Linked DNA regions of Pan troglodytes: regions 1 and 2 are each linked to region 3. The links are chromatin contacts, called in public Hi-C maps. All regions are on one chromosome and are shown on one strand. The core of a region is the stretch at or near the end of the contact, and the rest is flanking DNA. Distances in the headings are between cores, read along the strand shown. Region 1 has its middle 110 kb from the start of LY86. Region 2 has its middle 140 kb from the start of LY86. Region 3 overlaps RREB1 (ras responsive element binding protein 1).

What was found. Hi-C and Micro-C count contacts between places; a contact is called where the count stands out from the background.
Region 1: a contact with region 3 is called in a Hi-C map of induced pluripotent stem cells, with 2.3 times the contacts expected there. The contact joins two enhancer-like sites. A contact is called at or near these places in 2 of 7 Hi-C or Micro-C datasets (both in induced pluripotent stem cells).
Region 2: a contact with region 3 is called in a Hi-C map of stem cell-derived neural progenitor cells, with 4 times the contacts expected there. The contact joins two enhancer-like sites. A contact is called at or near these places in 2 of 7 Hi-C or Micro-C datasets (induced pluripotent stem cells and stem cell-derived neural progenitor cells) and 1 of 1 other capture datasets (stem cell-derived neural stem cells).

Annotation. Positions count from the first base shown.
Region 1 is chr5:12,651,800-12,655,410 of NHGRI_mPanTro3-v2.0_pri, reverse strand. No RefSeq gene overlaps it. Among named protein-coding and RNA genes, the nearest start is that of LY86, 110 kb to the right of the region's middle. Within about 2 kb of position 1,785, at least 1 of the 24 cell types and tissues checked has an H3K27ac peak or open chromatin away from gene starts, as enhancers often do. A contact at or near this core is called in induced pluripotent stem cells, where this site is marked.
Region 2 is chr5:12,681,028-12,685,094 of NHGRI_mPanTro3-v2.0_pri, reverse strand. No RefSeq gene overlaps it. Among named protein-coding and RNA genes, the nearest start is that of LY86, 140 kb to the right of the region's middle. Within about 2 kb of position 1,699, at least 11 of the 24 cell types and tissues checked have an H3K27ac peak or open chromatin away from gene starts, as enhancers often do. A contact at or near this core is called in induced pluripotent stem cells and stem cell-derived neural progenitor cells, where this site is marked.
Region 3 is chr5:13,199,809-13,203,422 of NHGRI_mPanTro3-v2.0_pri, reverse strand. All of the region lies in intron 11 of RREB1 (ras responsive element binding protein 1), which reads right to left. Among named protein-coding and RNA genes, the nearest start is that of SSR1, 69 kb to the left of the region's middle. Within about 2 kb of position 2,287, at least 5 of the 24 cell types and tissues checked have an H3K27ac peak or open chromatin away from gene starts, as enhancers often do. A contact at or near this core is called in induced pluripotent stem cells and stem cell-derived neural progenitor cells, where this site is marked.

The DNA of each region.
Region 1 (3,611 bases), core at 536-3,035, 550 kb after region 3:
CCCAAGCTAGACCTCACCCTCTAGGTAGACCCATCTCCCCAACCAGAACTCACCCTCCTGAGTAGACCCCATCCCCCCAGCTAGACTTCATCCTCCTGGACAGATCCTCCCCGCCCAGCTAGACCTCACCCTCTTGGGTAGATGTATCTCCCCAACCAGAACTCTCCTGGGTAGACCCCTTCTACCCAGCTAGACCCCTTCTACCTAGCTAGACCTGATCCTCTGGACAGACCCCATCATCCCAGCTAGACTTCTCCCTCCTGGACTGTCCCCATCCCCCCTCCAGCCAGACCTCACCCCTCTGGGTAGACCCCATCCCCCCAACTAGACCTCACCCTCCTGGATGGACTCCACCCTCCTGGAGATACCTTCCCGTCCTGGGTACATCCCATGTGGCTACACACTCCTTCCCCTGTCAGCTTTCTCCCCCAGGGTTCTGGGCAGCAGAGTCTGTGATAAAGGATACTAAGTGATTCCCCAATACTTCCCGTTTCCAGCCTCCAGTGGGCTCTCCCTGGGGCTAACGGTTCTTTTCGCTATTTCTCCAGGCTTTGCCTGATGACAAGTATATTCTGAGAGTGTCCTAATGATACAGATTTTGGACCCCATCCCAGTTCTACTGAATCCAAGTCTCTCGGGGAGGAGTTGGGGCTCTGCATCTGGACACTTCCTGCAGGGTCCCTCCTGGGAGGCAAGCCCGGGGAGCACCACTGAGGCTCACCTCAGTTTCTATCCTAGACCTTCAGCAGCTAGCAGAGGATGTCCCCACCATCCCTCAGCCCAGACTCCCACTGTCGCCCCAGCCAGGCTTGGCACTGCCTCCTTTCTCAGAAGATTAAGACCATCTGCTCTGTGTTTCCCAAGTTTCCCACCCTCCACCCTAAAAATTTCTCCCTGTTTCCCAGTCTTTCCTCGTCTCTTAGAAAATAAACATCTTCCCAGGCTGCCTCCCCAGTGGGTCTGGACTCCTTGCTGTCTTCCCAGCACCTGCCCTTCCAGCCCGCCCTCTGTGTGTCCAGTGTTTCCCTCACCAAAGGACTCGCTTTGTTTTTCAAATTGGAGGTTTTGTCTTCTCCCTAAAAACCAAAACATCTCCCTGAGAAGTAACTCCCTCAAGCTACTGATATGGAAGTGGGGTGGGGAAGTGCTGGGAAGGGAAGGGTGTGGTCCCTGGCTAGGGCTCCACCCCCAGGCCCATGCCCACAGACCTAGGTGAGGACAGGCATTTCTGTTTTCGTGCTTAAATGTTGGATTTCCCAAGACTACCCTGGCCTACCACACCCTCATTCTGTGCCTGTAAAAAACCTGAGAGCTTAGCAGGCACGCACACAAGCCTCTGGACGTCAAGAGGAACACACCGGTGTAAGAGCAGACTGATAGTGGCCCACGGCAGGCTGGCAGGCCATCGACAGGCAGAACCACTCAGTGCAGCTGGAGGACAGCCTGGCCACGGAGCGGTCCGACTTCAGAGGGGAAAACCACCTCCCCACTCCGTCTCCCTTCTGGCTCCCCCATCTGAGAGCTACTTCCACTCAATAAAACCTTGCACTCATTCTCCAAGCCCATGTGTGATCTGATTCTTTTGGTGCACGGAGGCAAGAAACCTCAGGATACAGAAAGCCTCTGTCCTTGGAATAAGGCAGGAGGTCTAACAGCTGACTAGGGATGGCTCAACTGAAACAGCACCCTGTAACACAGGCCCATTGGGACCTCAGGAGCTGTAAACATTCACCCTTAGACGTTGCTGTGGGGTTGGAGCCCCACCACCTGCCCATCTGCATGCTCCCCCTACAGGTTTGAACAGCAGGGCACAGAAGAAGCCAGCCACACCTCCATCGCAAGCCCTGCCATGGGGATAAGGGAACTTTTCCCGTTTTGCCACCAGCTCAAGCCCCGCCTTCCTGTCACTCCACACTCTTCATCTCTGTGTATGGGTCTGGTCTTCCTCAGTTCCTTCTCTGGCCTCACACAGTGCCCTGAATAATGCTTTGCAAGGCCTTTGCCAGGAGCCTAGGTGAAAGGCAGAAGAGGTGCCCCTGCAGCATCGCAAGGTAGAGATCGTGGTTACAAGATGGGGACTAGACTCCCAGTTTGCCCTTGGACTGGGCAGCCCCTTGGATTTTGTTTTCCCTGACGTTGCTGTTCTGATCCAAGGCCTTGTGGCCTCACTACAGACACCCAAGGCCAGGCCTATCTTTGCATGAATAACTAAAGAAAGCCTAGAGGATGAGTAAAATGACCACACTGTATGGCTTTGGAGGACTGGAAGTTACTGAGGACTATGAGTGGGTTTTTTGCATAGACTGCAGTAAAGGTCCTCAGAAAAGACCCTCAAGAGCTATGGGGGGGGTCTGGTCAAATGCCACTTCTAGACTGGACCCCAAAACTGGTGCTGATTATTTTTACTCCTACCCCACCCACCAGCCTGATAGGCGATTCCTGAAGTAGCAGTGGGGCGCTCAGTGGTGCTCATCAGGCCCAGAGCTCAGTCCTTCCCCCATTCTGCCTGATGGGGCTTGTGTAACCAAGGATGACAGATGGGACAATCCCTGTTGGTAAAGACAGTTGATTCTGACCAGGACCAGAGATAAAACCCAGCACCTTTATCTTTCCCCTTTGTACCTTCTTCAGAAAGACCTTCTGCAGCAGTTCTGGAACTGTGATCTGTGAGGTGTGGTTGCAAGAATTCTTTATTTTTTTATTTTTTATTTTTCAGACAAAGTCTCACTCTGTCGCCCAGGCTGGAGTGCAATGGTGCGATCTTGGCCCACTGCAACCTCCGCCTCCCGGGTTCAAGTGATTCTCCTGCCTCAGCCTCCTGAGTAGCTGGGATTACAAGCACGTGCCTCCACGTCCAGCTAATTTTTGTATTTTTAGCAGAGACGGGGTTTCATTATGTTGGTCAGGCTAGTCTCAAACTCTTGACCTCATGATACACCTGCCTTGGCCTCCTGAAGTGCTGGGATTACATGCGTAAGCCACCACGCCTGGCCTGGCAAGAATTCTTTTATAAAGAATTCTAGGTTTATTAAACCCAGATTCTTCAACTAGAACAGGCACACAGGAAAAAGGTTCACTAAAAACCCTGTTCTCTTGCCTCATTTTGGTGATTTCCAGCTAGGCTGTTGGGATAGGCAGACGTAAGTGTCACTTCCATCTTTTCATAGGTATCTCACAGAATCTCTGACCAATGGAGAGCTAATCAAAGACAAGTTTAATAGGAGAAGAAAATACTTGGATTGGGAGGATGGCTGAAAAGTCCCATTGAACAAGGCCCTCAAATGGAGTTCCTGTGGAGTGGTCACCTTTTTGATGACTTCAACTGGGAACATCCGTATGGAACCATCGCTGGGTGTTCATTCCATCACCCCTTCCTATGTCCCTGCTCAGGACACCCTGCGTCTGTCTATATGCATTGCTACCAGTTTAGACAGTGAGTTACATTTAGTGCATTTGTGCATTGTTCTTTATTGTATCCATGGTATCTAGCACAATTCTTGTTCTTATTAGAGCTTCGTAAATGTCATTGATTAATCCAGGGCAGATTATCTCTCTCTATTTTCGTGAATCCTCTGCATAAACAATTTGATTAAAAATTTATGACAAAATTC
Region 2 (4,067 bases), core at 450-2,949, 520 kb after region 3:
AGAGACCTGATAATTGCATTATGGACATTGGAGGGGTAGAGTAGAATGGCATGGTTTTTTTTCCATTATGGCTGCAAACAACAAGGGCAGGTGCTTTCTGCACTTTGTATAGGAATGGTACAGCTGCAAGGCAGACAAGAGGGCCCCCAAAGGAATCTAACAGAGCTGTCAACTAGGTGGAATTTTTCTACCAGAAAAGATATTGTATAAATATTCATGCAATATAATTTTTGTCCAGCTTAATAGTTCTTTGGGATAATTTACTAGGAAAATTTCATGAAAACTACCTGTCAGTTTGACTTTGGAATTACTGTACCCATGATTTTGTTTCTGATGCCTATAGGATTAGAGAGGAATGACTCAGTCCCTCATGATTCCCTGGATCAACAGCCAGTATTACTTTTTACTATTTGACAATTTCAACAGAAAGATTGAGTTGTTTTATCTTATCCAGCTTTTAAATGGTTGTCAGTGGGAAATGTAGTCCAAATACCTAGCCTAATGCTATTGGAAACTGGAAGCACTATCAGTGAAGTGAAGTTCCCCGTTCAGTTATAGGCGCATTCTATGCTAGACTGTGAGTGATATTTTTATGGTTAGTACGCCCCCGGGTTGGAGGCTCCCTGGTCTTTGTCAACTGAAACCTCTGAATTGAACAAGGAAGGAGAAAGAGGAGTTCCAGAGGCAGATCAGATGCTGATGACCAAGAGTACGGAACTCGGCCACTCATAGGGCCTGCCAAGGTCCTAGCACATAGTGTGCAGAGGGCAGGGTCTGAAAATGAAATGTTTGTGAATGGTGTGCAACAAACAGTAACCACTTCCTAAAGAAACGTCAGGCACAGTGACAGATTGGACAAAAGCGAGAAGGGACTGGCTAAGGACTGGACACCTGGGTTCCGAGGCCAGAGTGGGGGAAAGGAAATGCAATGAGAAGGGGGATGGGGAGAAGGCAGTGAGAACCCCACCACCCCAGCTCTGGGCTTGTGAGCAGGTGGTGAGACCTCAGGGCTGGGGTTTGGTCACCTGTCACCCCTCACCTCTGCTAGACGCTTCAATCTGCCCAGGCCCTTTGGGGGCAAAGGTCTTCCAATGAGATGGCATCATGAATTCAGGCCTGTCCCGAGGAGCTTGCACGGAGAAATGAATAGTAAGATTACACAAGCCCCCTCCCTCCCTGCCTCTGGTGACCCAGATGGAGGGGGAGGCCCACCGTGCTGCCCCAGGCTTTTTCCAGCACGAAGGAGTTCTTCCTTGGGGTGGAACCCCTTGGTGAATTAGGAAGAGATGTGCGGGGAAGAAGAGAATGGTGCAGTGGGAGGAGGGGCAGAGGCCAATCCTGAACGCCCCAGGGGCCCTTTGCAATGCAGAGCGGTCCTGGCAGGGGACGCCCGAGTGGCGCTCGAGTTGGTCCCAGGGAGGGATGCCACGTTCTTACTTCTCTAGCAAGGCGTGGGTACGAGCTGGGGTTGTGACACGTGTGTTCAGAGCCAAGCGGCTGGTCCCTGAATTGGGTCACCTCAGACGGGCAACGGTTGATCTATCCCGATTGCTGAGATCAGATTTCGTCCTTCCTTGTAAAACCCAGCCGTGCCCCCCCCCGGCTTCTGCCAGCACCAAGGCACTCCTTTGTCCTAGCGTTCCAGGAGGCTGAAGAGCTAAGTAACCCAAAGGGCATGGCGCCCAAGCCGCCTCAGCGCGCTGTCTGCGAATGGGCTCTAGGCGCTGGGTCGGGCTGCTGGGCCCCAGGGGCTCTAAGGGGACAGGATGTGTTGGGACCTTCACTTATCTTCCTAGCACGTGCGGGGGCTGCAGCCCAACTTCCCCAAGAGCGGTGTCTCCCTGGCACAGCTTTGGAGTTGGAGGGATTGCCCCCTCCCCTGCCTGTCTTTCTAACTTGTTTTTCTGCTGACGCTGGAGCCACAGTACTTTTGCTTTTTGAAACACCCTGTAATTGGAAGAAGAAAAAAAACGACCAGAGTCTGCTCAGTGTTATGAGACAGGCACGTGCTGCCCTCTAATGGCTCCTGCCTTGTGGGTTTCCAGGCTCCCCGGGGAAGGGGCGCCCCAGGCCTGCCTTCCTGGAGGGTCTGCGGAGGGTTTCCTTCCTCCGGGTAAGAGGGCCCCTTTCCCTGCAGCCTGCTCAAGCGTCGGGGAAAGATGTCCGAAGACAGGCAGCTTTGTGTGGCTGGCTGTGAGAGGAAAAGGGTCCTACATTCACTCCAGACCAGGAGCGTTTCTTGGAGCCATGTACCCTACCAGCTTAGGAAGGAGTTGCTCATCCTCCCTCGCAGTCCCTCTGTGTCTACAAAGGAAAGCACAGCGCATGGCAGAGGCCTGTCAGCAGGCTCGTGCACGCAAACAGGCTTCCTTTTCCTGTCCTGCTGGCCAGAGGGGATGCGGGGGATGGGGTGAAATGCTGCTGATACCCCCCTCAGACTTTCCACTGGCAGCCTCCAGAACCTACTCAAAAGCCGAACACAAACCTCTTGAAAAAAACATCTGAGTTAATGTTTGCAGAAGCTGAAGAAATTGGTTGGACATAGTCCAGTTCTGTTTAGAGGGGAAACTAGGATTTAATCAAGGAACAAAGTTCATAGGTGTGGGAGGAAAACCTGGGAAACGTTCTGTTTTGGTAGCTGGAAAGCTTGTCTCCAGAAGTGAAGGAAAGAAGCTGAAAGAGGAACTTGTATTTTCCTCCAGCGAGCTCAGATCCTGGCAAAGGGAGAGCGTGATGCTGGTGTGAGCTCTGTGGCTCGGTGGGAAACAGTGCAAAAGTTAGTGTTCCCAAGTTTAGAACGTTTTATGTAGTAAGGGTTCTTGGAAAAGTGCAAAGCAGAGTGGTCCTTCTTGAGCTTTTCCTAAGTTGGGAGTTACTGGTCACAGAGCTTAATGAGGCAGTTCCTGTGGGAGCGGCTGCTTGGGGTGGCAGACCACCGCTAAATTCTGCCCCCGGAAGGGTGATGGAGGCAGAAAGTGGAGAAGGTTGGGTTGAAATCTGACTGAGCCTCATTTTCAGAGGAGGGTTAGACAAGAAGTCCCTTTCCTGGCTGGCCACTTCTTGTAGAAATGGAGAAGAAGCTTTTTTATTTATTTTTTACCTTATTTAGATCTTCAGTTACAAAAGGCTGTCATTAGGAAATGAGTCTTTCCCCATCCCTTCCCTGCTCAACTGTAGAGGATGAAAGTGTTTTTTTTTTTCCTTCTCTCTTTTCTGATAATCCTGAGCAAATTCTGAAGAAACACAATTTTTTTTTTAAAGTGTTCTCTCTTTCAACAGAACTGGCCTGAACTTTTGGCCTAGTCTCTCTCCATAAGCCTGATGGTGCTCATCCAGCTCCAGATTGTGTGAGCAGCTCTCTAAGGCTATAGGAGCCCCGGGCATGTCCTCTTCAGGCCCTGTGGGAACCCTGGCTCCCACATTGTAAGGGATTGTCAGGAAAAAGGGTTAGTGCTGGCTTCAAGGGGACAGAGCTGGGTCTGAAATATGTGTATTTTCTATCTTGAGAGTTTTGTTTTATGAGCACCCCTGCAACCCACAGCTTACAGATGCCACAAGGTGCCTTTGGGAGATGTTTTTCCAGTCTTGTTCAGCAGGGAGCCCCTTTCCCCTAACCAAGCATTTCACACAAAGCCAGTCCCAAGTCTGGAGACCTTAGTATTTCCCCAAAGCTGGATTCCTGCTGAGCTGCACACATCTGCTCCCTAGTTGGTTCTATTTGGGTAAAATGAAAAGTAAACAGAGGGCCCTGGGCTTATATGTGATGTTTAAAACAAAAGGATGTAACCAGAGGGCCTCTACTTTGAATCCCTGACATTCCATGATTCGCTGCTAATGTTCTTCTAGCAGTGGCTGGAGGAAGCCGGCAAGATCTGAATGCCGTGGGGTCCTGGGGAAAATGGTACCCAACAGTAGGACTTCAGCTCAGCAGAAAGTAGACGAGGCTCTGAATATGCCCTACCCCGTGCAATAGGGAGCCCATCAAATTCAGGCAACCCTTGCATTGTGGCTTTGCCCCCCACCTCTTTTTTTTTTTTTTTTTTTTGAGATCGGGTGTTGCTCTGTCA
Region 3 (3,614 bases), core at 1,038-3,537:
CCTATCTGTCCATTCCACCCAGTAAAACTGTATGTGGAAAGCCTATCAGTTTTCAACAGTCCTTTTAAGGGATGGCACGGCTGCAATATTCACATCAAACAGTGTCAAAAGGCCTTCTCTTTACTAAGGTTGAAAGAAGACTTAATAACTTCTTAAAATTATGCACTATGACAGTACATTGGAAGCTGGTGGGACCTATTATTTAGCTGCAGATCCTATGTCTGATTTATTTTTTATTATTTTTTCAAGACGGAGTTTCGCCTTGTCACCCAGGCTGGAGTGCAATGGTGTGATCTCCACTCACTGCAACCTCCACCTCCCGGGTTCAAGCAATTCTCCTGCCTCAGCCTCCCAAGAGCTGGGATTACAGGCGCCCACCACCACGCCCAGCTAATTTTTGTATTTTTAGTAGAGACGGGGTTTCATCATGTTCGCCAGGCTGGTCTCGAACTCCTGACCTCAGGCGATCTACCCACCTCAGCCTCCCAAAGTGCTGGGATTACAGGCGTGAGCCACCATGCCCGGCCACTGTCTGATTTATTACTGCAGGGATTCAGAAGTTCCTCTGATAATTGGGTGGATGAAAGTCATTGTTTTATGGCACAAGTACGAGATGCCCCTCCCTCAATAGGCCAGATGTGATTGCAGTCCTTGAGCCAGCAGATTCACGCACCTAACCTGGATTCTCACTTGACGTGATCAGGTGTAACTACAATGTCAGCCTGCATCCATCACACCTCCTCAATGTCACATGCTTGATTATTTGCCATCAAGGCGGTCAGGAGGGCTGGGGTAAGGAGCTGGTTCTGCCCCGTCCCGAGGTCTGAGGAGACAGTACCTACTGTTGTTCACACCTGCTTGGGGCTTTAGGCTTTACCCGCAGCCATCTGCATAACACGGCTACTTACATCATTTCATTTCATTAGTTTTACACTGACTGCACTTTTTGGCAGCCACTGTTTGGGTACCTCAAGAGGTTTCAGAAGGAAATATTATGGTGTGAATATAAAATTTTAAAGAAGAAATGATTTTGCAAAATTATCCAAAAGCTTAAAGAATATGAGTCCTGGGATATGCACACCAATGTCTGGGCCACATTCCAAGGAAAAACTAGATGTTCGTTTTTCTTGAATCATTTCAACAGAGAGCATCTATAGAATGGATATTGGTATAAACTCTACAATAAAAATACAAAACGCTCAATTTGTTTGCTGGCTTTGTGGGTCATTTCCCTCCCTAGAGTCAGGGTCTCCCTATGTTGCCCAGGCTGGTCTCGAACTCCTGGGCTCAAGGGGTCCTCCTGCCTTGGCCTCCCCAAGTGCTGAGGTTATAGGCATAAGTAACTGTGGCTGGCCTTTGTAAGTAATTTTTTTTTTTTTTTTTTGAGATGGAGTCTTGCTCTGTCACCCGGGCTGGAGTGCAGTGGTGCAGTCTCAGCTCACCGTAACCTCTGCCTCCTGGGTTCAGGCGATTCTCCTGTCTCAGCCTCCCAAGTAGCTGGGATTACAGATGTGAGCCACCATGCCCAGCTAATTTTTGTATTTTTAGTGGAGACAGGGTTTCACCATGTTGGCCAGGCTGGTCTCAGAACTCCTGACCTCAGGTGATCCACCCTCCTCGGCCTCTAAAAGGGCTAGGACTACAGGCGTGCGCCACCACGCCTGACTGGTAATTTGTAAAAGAAGGTTTAATCTCTGGTTACTTCCCCTTTGTCCCCAGTATATCCTAGACTACACTTCTATTATTTTTTTTCAGCAAAGAACATGCATTATTTTAACTGCACAGAACATATTTAACATGATAGAGCTTTAAAGAAAGTAAAATAAATTTTGAAACAAAACCCAAAGAAATATAAGATCAAATTGTTCCTGCTCTCGGGCCCTTCCTTTGCACGGATAATGGAGAGAGATCACCCGGAGTACAATGAAAGGCCAACTCCCTCTTTGGACACAGGGGGCTTGGTTGTATTCTACCAAACTCCCACTAGGGGGAGTGTTTTAGCAGTGTAGGCTGTGCCCTTCACATTCTAAACAACTGATTTTCATTAGTGATTCTCATGAACAAAAAACTTCACCTCTTCACCTATCATGAATAGTCAACTTATAAGGCCAGGTGCTGTATAAATCCCCGCCCTCAACACCCAGACTCCCAAATGCAGGTAGCTGAGCTGATGACTTTTTATAAGCAATGCTACCTTAAAAATATGCAGTTCTTCCCTCTCCCCATCAGTCCCTCGGTTTGTGTTGTTCAACAACTAAGAAAACTGTTAGAGGAAGCAGAAGGAATCCTGGTAGATAATAAACCCGCAGCTCCTCCTACAGGACTGTGGAGACAGCCCTAGTCAGCTCAACAATTAAAGATCTATTGCTTCCTAAAAATTAAATGAGCCTCAACCAATGTGAGAGACTACCAACCTAAGTAATTATCTGACCTGGCAGGGGTGCCTTTGCAGGGGAAGCCGCTGTGTCTGCACTCCACCCAAAGCATTTGAGGATGGAGAGGGTTTCCTGAGGTGCAGTCCATGCTGACATGTGGGACTTCTGGCCTGGTAAAGGCGGCCACCATTAAGGGAGAGTTTAAACACTTTCATGTTTATACGAATTAAAAACAGCCCTATGTAGGTGCCTACAAACACAAAGACGGGGCATCATCGGAGGAAGGACCAAGGGCATATCTCTCAAGGGCAGAGGGGGCCAGGCTGCCTCTCTGTCCAGGACAGTGAATGAAGAATTTCAGTTGAAATTTGAATATTCAAAATGGACCTTTAAGGGAGAACTGCCCCCACTGTGGCATTTTTAGCATTCTTTTGGGGGACTTTATGAGACTGAAAAATGTCAGACCTACATTATAAAACGTGTAGGAATTTTAAGAAAATGCCACCTAGGCATACAAGCCTAGAAAACCCCTCAAGGACCTCCGTGGTCATTTCCTTCCCCCCCCCCCCCTTTTTAAGTGGTCTTCCTTCAAAGCCTCACTTTTTAAACTTCACTGGGGGGGGGGGGGGGGAACCCAGAATGAAGGCTTCACCCCATGTCCATCATGCTCATCTGCATTTTAAAATCCTCCTTGAAATCACTAAACTCTGCCTCCCTAACCTTTTCTCTCCCACTTAAATCTCAGTCCCTTTTCTCACCATGGACTGTGACCACAACTAAACCAAACATGTATTTTCTCTTTGCTGGTTTCACATTACAACTTTCAGTGACTTTTCTTTATTTCTAGAGGCTTTGTCCCTTCAAGGAACCCTATATAACTTCCGGGGTGGGGTGGAGGTGGGAAAGGGCTTTGTTGGGATTTGGACAACAAAACTTATGACTGCAAACTTATAAATACACTTGGTGCTGAACCGAAGCTAAGACCATAAATTCCGACTCAGCTTTGTGTCTGCAGATGTCAGCAGGAGCCCCAGTCTTTGTTCCTCCCTTATGATAAAGAAGCTGAATGCAAAATGCACATCCAGCACGGAGTTACTAAGACTTATTTGTAAACATGGAAACCCAAGGGCTCCCCCTCAGCTCCCTCAGTTACCGGCTGCTTTCGCTACTGTGGAACCACCATGGGAAGATCACAGGGCAGCTTTCTAAACCAGGATGAAAGAAAATGTTCCAGACTAA